Linked DNA regions of Mus musculus: region 2 is linked to region 1. A link is a contact called in public promoter capture Hi-C data. All regions are on one chromosome and are shown on one strand. The core of a region is the stretch at or near the end of the contact, and the rest is flanking DNA. Distances in the headings are between cores, read along the strand shown.

Evidence for each region. Capture Hi-C pulls out chosen DNA fragments and counts their contacts.
Region 2: a contact with region 1 is called in a promoter capture Hi-C map of adipose tissue, with 4 times the contacts expected there. The contact joins two enhancer-like sites. A contact is called at or near these places in 3 of 39 promoter capture datasets (the 3T3-L1 cell line, the C10 cell line and embryonic stem cells) and 2 of 9 other capture datasets (adipose tissue and liver).

Annotation. Positions count from the first base shown.
Region 1 is chr5:31,299,762-31,302,461 of GRCm38.p6, forward strand. It overlaps Gckr (glucokinase regulatory protein), which reads left to right. Exons shown (of 19, transcript NM_001374741.1): 5 at 238-311; 6 at 818-884; 7 at 1,051-1,104; 8 at 2,396-2,490. Among named protein-coding and RNA genes, the nearest start is that of Gckr, 3.5 kb to the left of the region's middle. Within about 2 kb of position 1,435, at least 4 of the 459 cell types and tissues checked have an H3K27ac peak or open chromatin away from gene starts, as enhancers often do.
Region 2 is chr5:33,120,824-33,123,523 of GRCm38.p6, forward strand. The region is part of intron 2 of Slc5a1 (solute carrier family 5 (sodium/glucose cotransporter), member 1); the gene reads left to right. Among named protein-coding and RNA genes, the nearest start is that of Slc5a1, 18 kb to the left of the region's middle. Within about 2 kb of position 1,273, at least 37 of the 459 cell types and tissues checked have an H3K27ac peak or open chromatin away from gene starts, as enhancers often do.

The DNA of each region.
Region 1 (2,700 bases), core at 185-2,684:
GGAGTCAGATTTCTCTGGCCCCACTAGAGCCCCGGCACTCTCTTGTTAACATCCTCACATCTTGTGCATCACTACGTAATCATTTCCAAGTTGCATCTTTAAGTGGCGGACTCCAAACAAGTTAGGGTTAAGCATTGGCCTAAGAAGACCATTATGCACCTTGATCCTCTAGGACCTGAGAACCCGTGTTATGTCCTTTTTAATCACTCTGTCGGCATATTCCCTCCCCCTGGACAGGTGTCTTTCAACCAGCTGATGAAAGGTCTGGGACAAAAACCTCTTTACACATACCTCATTGCAGGGGGTGACAGGTAAGTTACCCCGACCTGTACTCGTGGCCTGAATGTTTTTTTGTTTGTTTGTTTGTTTTTTTGTTTTTTTTTTAATTGTATATGAGTATACTGTAGCTGTCTTCAGACATACCAGAAGTGGGCATTGGATCCCATTACAGATGATTGTGAGCCACCATGTGGTTGCTGGAAATTGAACTCAGTACCTTTGGAGGAACAATCAGTGCTCTTAACTGCTGAGCCATCTCTCCAGCCCCCAAATGTCTTTTTAGAGGCTAAATTTGAATGAATTTAGTCAAGCATTATATTGAACCTGCCTTAGTCTCCAACATCCCTTGTGGCTTTGTATCTGGCCCTGTCACAGATGTTTATTGTGTGTCACGCCTATCACAGAGCCTGTTAAACAGTAGGCGCTGTTCAATGATAGCTTTCCTCCATCCCTTTCTGTTAGTGTACCTTTCCTAACCACCAGTAGGTATCTGCTCCTTACCTAATACCACTGACCTCGGCTGAGTTTGCACCCTTAGGTCTGTTGTAGCCTCTCGGGAACGGACAGAAGATAGCGCCCTACACGGAATCGAGGAGCTGAAGAAGGTCTGTGTCTCCTGTTACTACTTACCTGGAGATGCCCATATATTCCTTTACATAGGGTTAGAAAACCCCCAACCTTCAGCCAAGGCCTGGCTCCTGCTCTGGTCCTGATTTTCTCACACACTAGATTTGTACCCTGGAGACCCTAATGCACCCCTTTCATTCCTAGGTGGCTGCTGGGAAAAAGAGAGTGGTCGTTATAGGCATTTCCGTGGGACTCTCTGTAAGTGTGAGGTCAGGAGGGGTGGGTCGGCTTTACTAGGATGAAGCGGGTAGGACTAGGCTGTCATGGATGGTGGATGCTAGGTGATGAGGTGGGTGCTTGGTGTGTAATTCAGTGTCAACAATCAAGATGGACAGACCAGTCCAGGAGTCAGCAAGCTACTCTGGCAGTCAGTGCAGCCAGCTGCCTGAATTTGTGGATAGTTTTACTGGCATGCAACCTCTGTGCTTACTCAGAACTCATGGCCTCTTTTGTGCTGGGCTTAAGTAGTTGAACAGAGATCACAGGGCCCACATAGCCTGAAGTATTTTCTCTCTGGCTCTTCAGACAAGAGTCTGGCCCCTGGCTTCGTCCCCACCAGCAATATCCGCATCAACTCTGCCTGGTTGGGAGTAGAGGATCTCAGGTGCCAGTGAGTCAGTCTGCATTTTAACAAGATTCTCAGCATGTTTGTATGAGAACCACTTGGCTGGGGTTCCTATCACTCACAGCAGTTTTGATTCTTAGAGTTTAGGGTGCAGAGAATCAGATCCCAGCAGTTGTACCATGAGGTAAAACAGGAGACTGACCACAAGGAGCTTACAATTGAGTCAGTAGTTCTCAAACCTTACCATTTGGGAGATTTCTGTGAGAGAACAGAAGAAAAATGTAGCACTAGCTTGGTGAGAATTGCTTATAATACCAGCACTCAGGAGGGAGAGGCAGGAGGATGACTGTGTGTCCAAGGCCAGCGTGGACTATATAAGGAAGTCGTAGCTCAAAGAAAAAGTAGTTTTTTGGGGGGGGAGAACTTGTTAAAGTACTCTCTGCTTTTCAAATTTGCATTCAATAAGGTTTTTGTTTTGTTTGTTTGTTTGAGATAGGGTTTCTCTCTGTGATCCTGGCTGTCCTGGAACTTGCTCTGTAGACCAGACTAGCCTTGAACTCACAGAAATCCATCTGTCTCTGCCTCCCAAGTGCTGGGATTAAAGGTTTGCGCCTCGCCTTTAATCCCAGCACTCGGGAGGCAGAGGCAGGCGGATTTCTGAGTTCGAGGCCAGCCTGGTCTACAAAGTGAGCTCCAGGACAGCCAGGGCTATACAGAGAAACCCTGTCTCGAAAAAAAAAAAAAAACCACAAAAAAAAAAAAAAAAAAAAAAAAAAGGTTTGCGCCACCACCTGGTGGTGGACTCACTAAGTCTTGGTTGAGGAATCTATTTCTAGCAAGCAAGCTGAGGCAGGTTCCATGTGGGTCTTTGGAAACACTCAGGGGAGCTTCTTTTCTTGTCCCTTCCTTTCTTGCTACTCTCAGGCGCCCTTTGTGGCAGGCCAGATGGACTACTGCATGGATAACACAGCTGTCTTCTTGCCGGTCCTGGTTGGCTTCAATCCGGTGAGCATGGCCAGGTGAGGCTCCCTTCTGTAAGACTGACTAGGCCTAGGAAGACTGGGAAAGAGACGTGTTAAAGTCTGTAGTATAATCTCTGAGATTGAGGCCAGCCTGGTCAACAGAGCAAGTTCAAGGACAGCAAGGGCTACATAAAGAAATCCTGTTTAAAACAAACAAACAAACAAACAAACAAACAACCCCACCTTAAAAAGAAAAGTACAAAAACA
Region 2 (2,700 bases), core at 23-2,522, 1.8 Mb after region 1:
CAAGGAGGCAGAGGCACCAGGTTCCCCAGGAGCAGGTATTACAGGCAGCACTGAGCTGCCTCAGGTGGTTCTGGGAGCTGAACTCAGGTTGCCTAGAAAAGCAGTATTTGTCTTAACTTCTGAGTCAGGTAGTTTCCAGCTCCTATGGCACGTCTTGATGATAGTTGGTGTCTTGGATGTGACAAGATGTAGTTTGTTAAGTAATTTTTTATCCTTAGACTCTGTAGAAATGTTTTGAGATTACTCGTCTCTTCTCTGCTCCCTGAAAACTAAACTTATTATTTTTTTTAAAAGGAGGAATCTGTAAACATCTTGTTTAATGACAAGGTTCTATTGACTTAATGGAATTTAAACTGCTAGCTTAGCAGAAGGATAACTCTGGTAGTTTCTTTTCTAAAACTCAAAATGGTTTATAAACACCATCATATTACACAGCTATAAGAAGGATCAAAAGAAACTGTGGCATGCAAGAAAGTACACAGTAAGGGGGCTAGAGAGATGGCTCATTGTTTAAGAGCACTGGCTGTTTCTTCCAGAGGATCTGGGTTCAATTCCCAGCACCCACATAGCAGCTCACAGCAGTCTGTAACTTCAGATCTACACAGATATACATACAGGCAAAACACAATGTACATTAAAAAAAATCAATGAAGAAAGCAAGTACATATTAAGGGCTCTTTTCAAAATTAAAAAGTGTTTTAAGCAGCACTTAAATTATATTCTCCATTTCCTCTTGAAGTGAATGAAAAAGACAGTTTAAGCCTATGACTGGTTCCTAAATCCATAAGTAGGACCTCCCTCTCACCTGCCTTTAGCACAGTTGCTTTTGCCAAGCAGGAATTATAGGCAGAGCCTTCAGGAAGCGCGTCTGTGCTGCCTCTGAAGCCGGCATGAGTGCTACCCATGAGGAAATGTGGAGGGACAGAGGGCTCACGAAGCTAAAGGAGGCTGGACAACGAAAAGGTTAGTTCTGGACATTCCTGGGTGTGAAGCAGACATCGAGGAGCCTGGCTGTGACCCAGGAAGGTAGAAAGAACTCTGGTAAAAGGTCTCACAGTCGGGAGAGTCCCAGAGAGTGAAATATTTGGTACCTTGGTCTGAGGATAGAAGTGGGCAGACAGAGAGAGGGGCGGGACAAGGATTCCACAAGGGAAATTAGAGGAGTTTATGTAAGAGATCAACAAGATGGCTCCCAGAGGGTGGAGTCACATCTGAGGCAAACCAAAGCCACCTCACTGAGGTAATATGAAACCACACTAGTGCTTACTGCACTGCTGGTCATTCAGGGCCCGCCTTCCTGCTGGACTGTGGTCTGGACCTTTACTGAACAGTCTATTGAGTGCTATGTGGTAAAGATTATTTGAAGAATGTGGGAAACGAGTTCCAGGAAGCTTAAGGGCTGAGCTTTGAAAGGGGGAAATCCCCACTTCTCAGCTAGAATAAGAAATTCTGAGAAGCAGGGCCCTCATGAAGAGTTTGGAGGAGGGCCTTTGTTTTACAGGGAGGTTTGGTCACACCTGCATTATCATATCTTATTTTTAGGTCTTCCTCCATTAGCTGTGACTTCATTCATTCATTCATTCATTCATTCACTCACTCATCCATCCATTTATACATTACTCTTCCATTCATTATACAACTGTATGGTACTTTGGAACATGAGCCAGATTCCATGATAGGTGCTCATAGACCACTCCACACACACCATTCACAGTGTTAGAGAATATTTGTAAAACTCTAAGTAACAGTGAGGTCTCAAAAGGAAATGTATACAAATCAAGAGTGGGTGGGCTGAAACAAGGTGATCCTTAGTTCTCAAGGGTATGCGAGGAGACCTTACAGAGGACTGAGGTTTCAGGCTAGGACCAGAAAGATCATAAGAGGCCAGAAGTGAACAATGTCAATGGTCTGGATAGGCCAGTCCCCCTGCACTGATTCCTGAGATGTTACATCGTGTCCCTTGAGTATTTATAACTAGTTTTATTAGATATTTTCTTTATTTACATTTCAAATGTTATCCCCTTTCCTAGTTTCCTCTCCGAAAATCTCCTATCCTCTCCCCCCTCCCCCTGCTCCCCAACCCACCCACTCCTGCTTCCTGCCCCTGGCATTCCCCTATTCTGGGGCATATAATCTTCGCAAAACCAAGGGTCTCTCCTTCCATTGGTGGCTGACTAGGCCATCCTCTGTTACATATGTAACAACTAGAGACACGAGTCCCACCATGTATTTTCTTTGATTGGTGGCTTAGTCCCAGGGAGCTCTGGGGGTACTGATTAGTTTATATTATTGCTCCTCCTATAGGGCTGCAGACCCCTTTAGCTCCTTGGGTCCTTTCTCTAGCTCCTTCATTGGGGACCCTGTGCTGCATCCAATAGATGACTGTGAGCATCCACTTCTGTATTTGCCAGGCACTGGCATAGCCTCACAAGAGACAGCTATATCAAGGTCCTGTCAGCAAAACCTTGTTGGCATCTGCAATAGTGTCTGGGTTTGGTGTTTGTTTATGGGGTGGATCCCCAGGTAGGGCAGTCTCTGGATGGTCTTTCCTTCAGTCTCAGCTCCAACCTTTGTCTCTGTAAGTCCTTCCATGGGTATTTATAACTATTATGTATCAGTTACAAGTATAAAAGAATAGAAGGAGCCGCCCATTTGAAAATAGGAGGTTAGCGATTCAAGCAAACAACCTCCAAGTGAAAA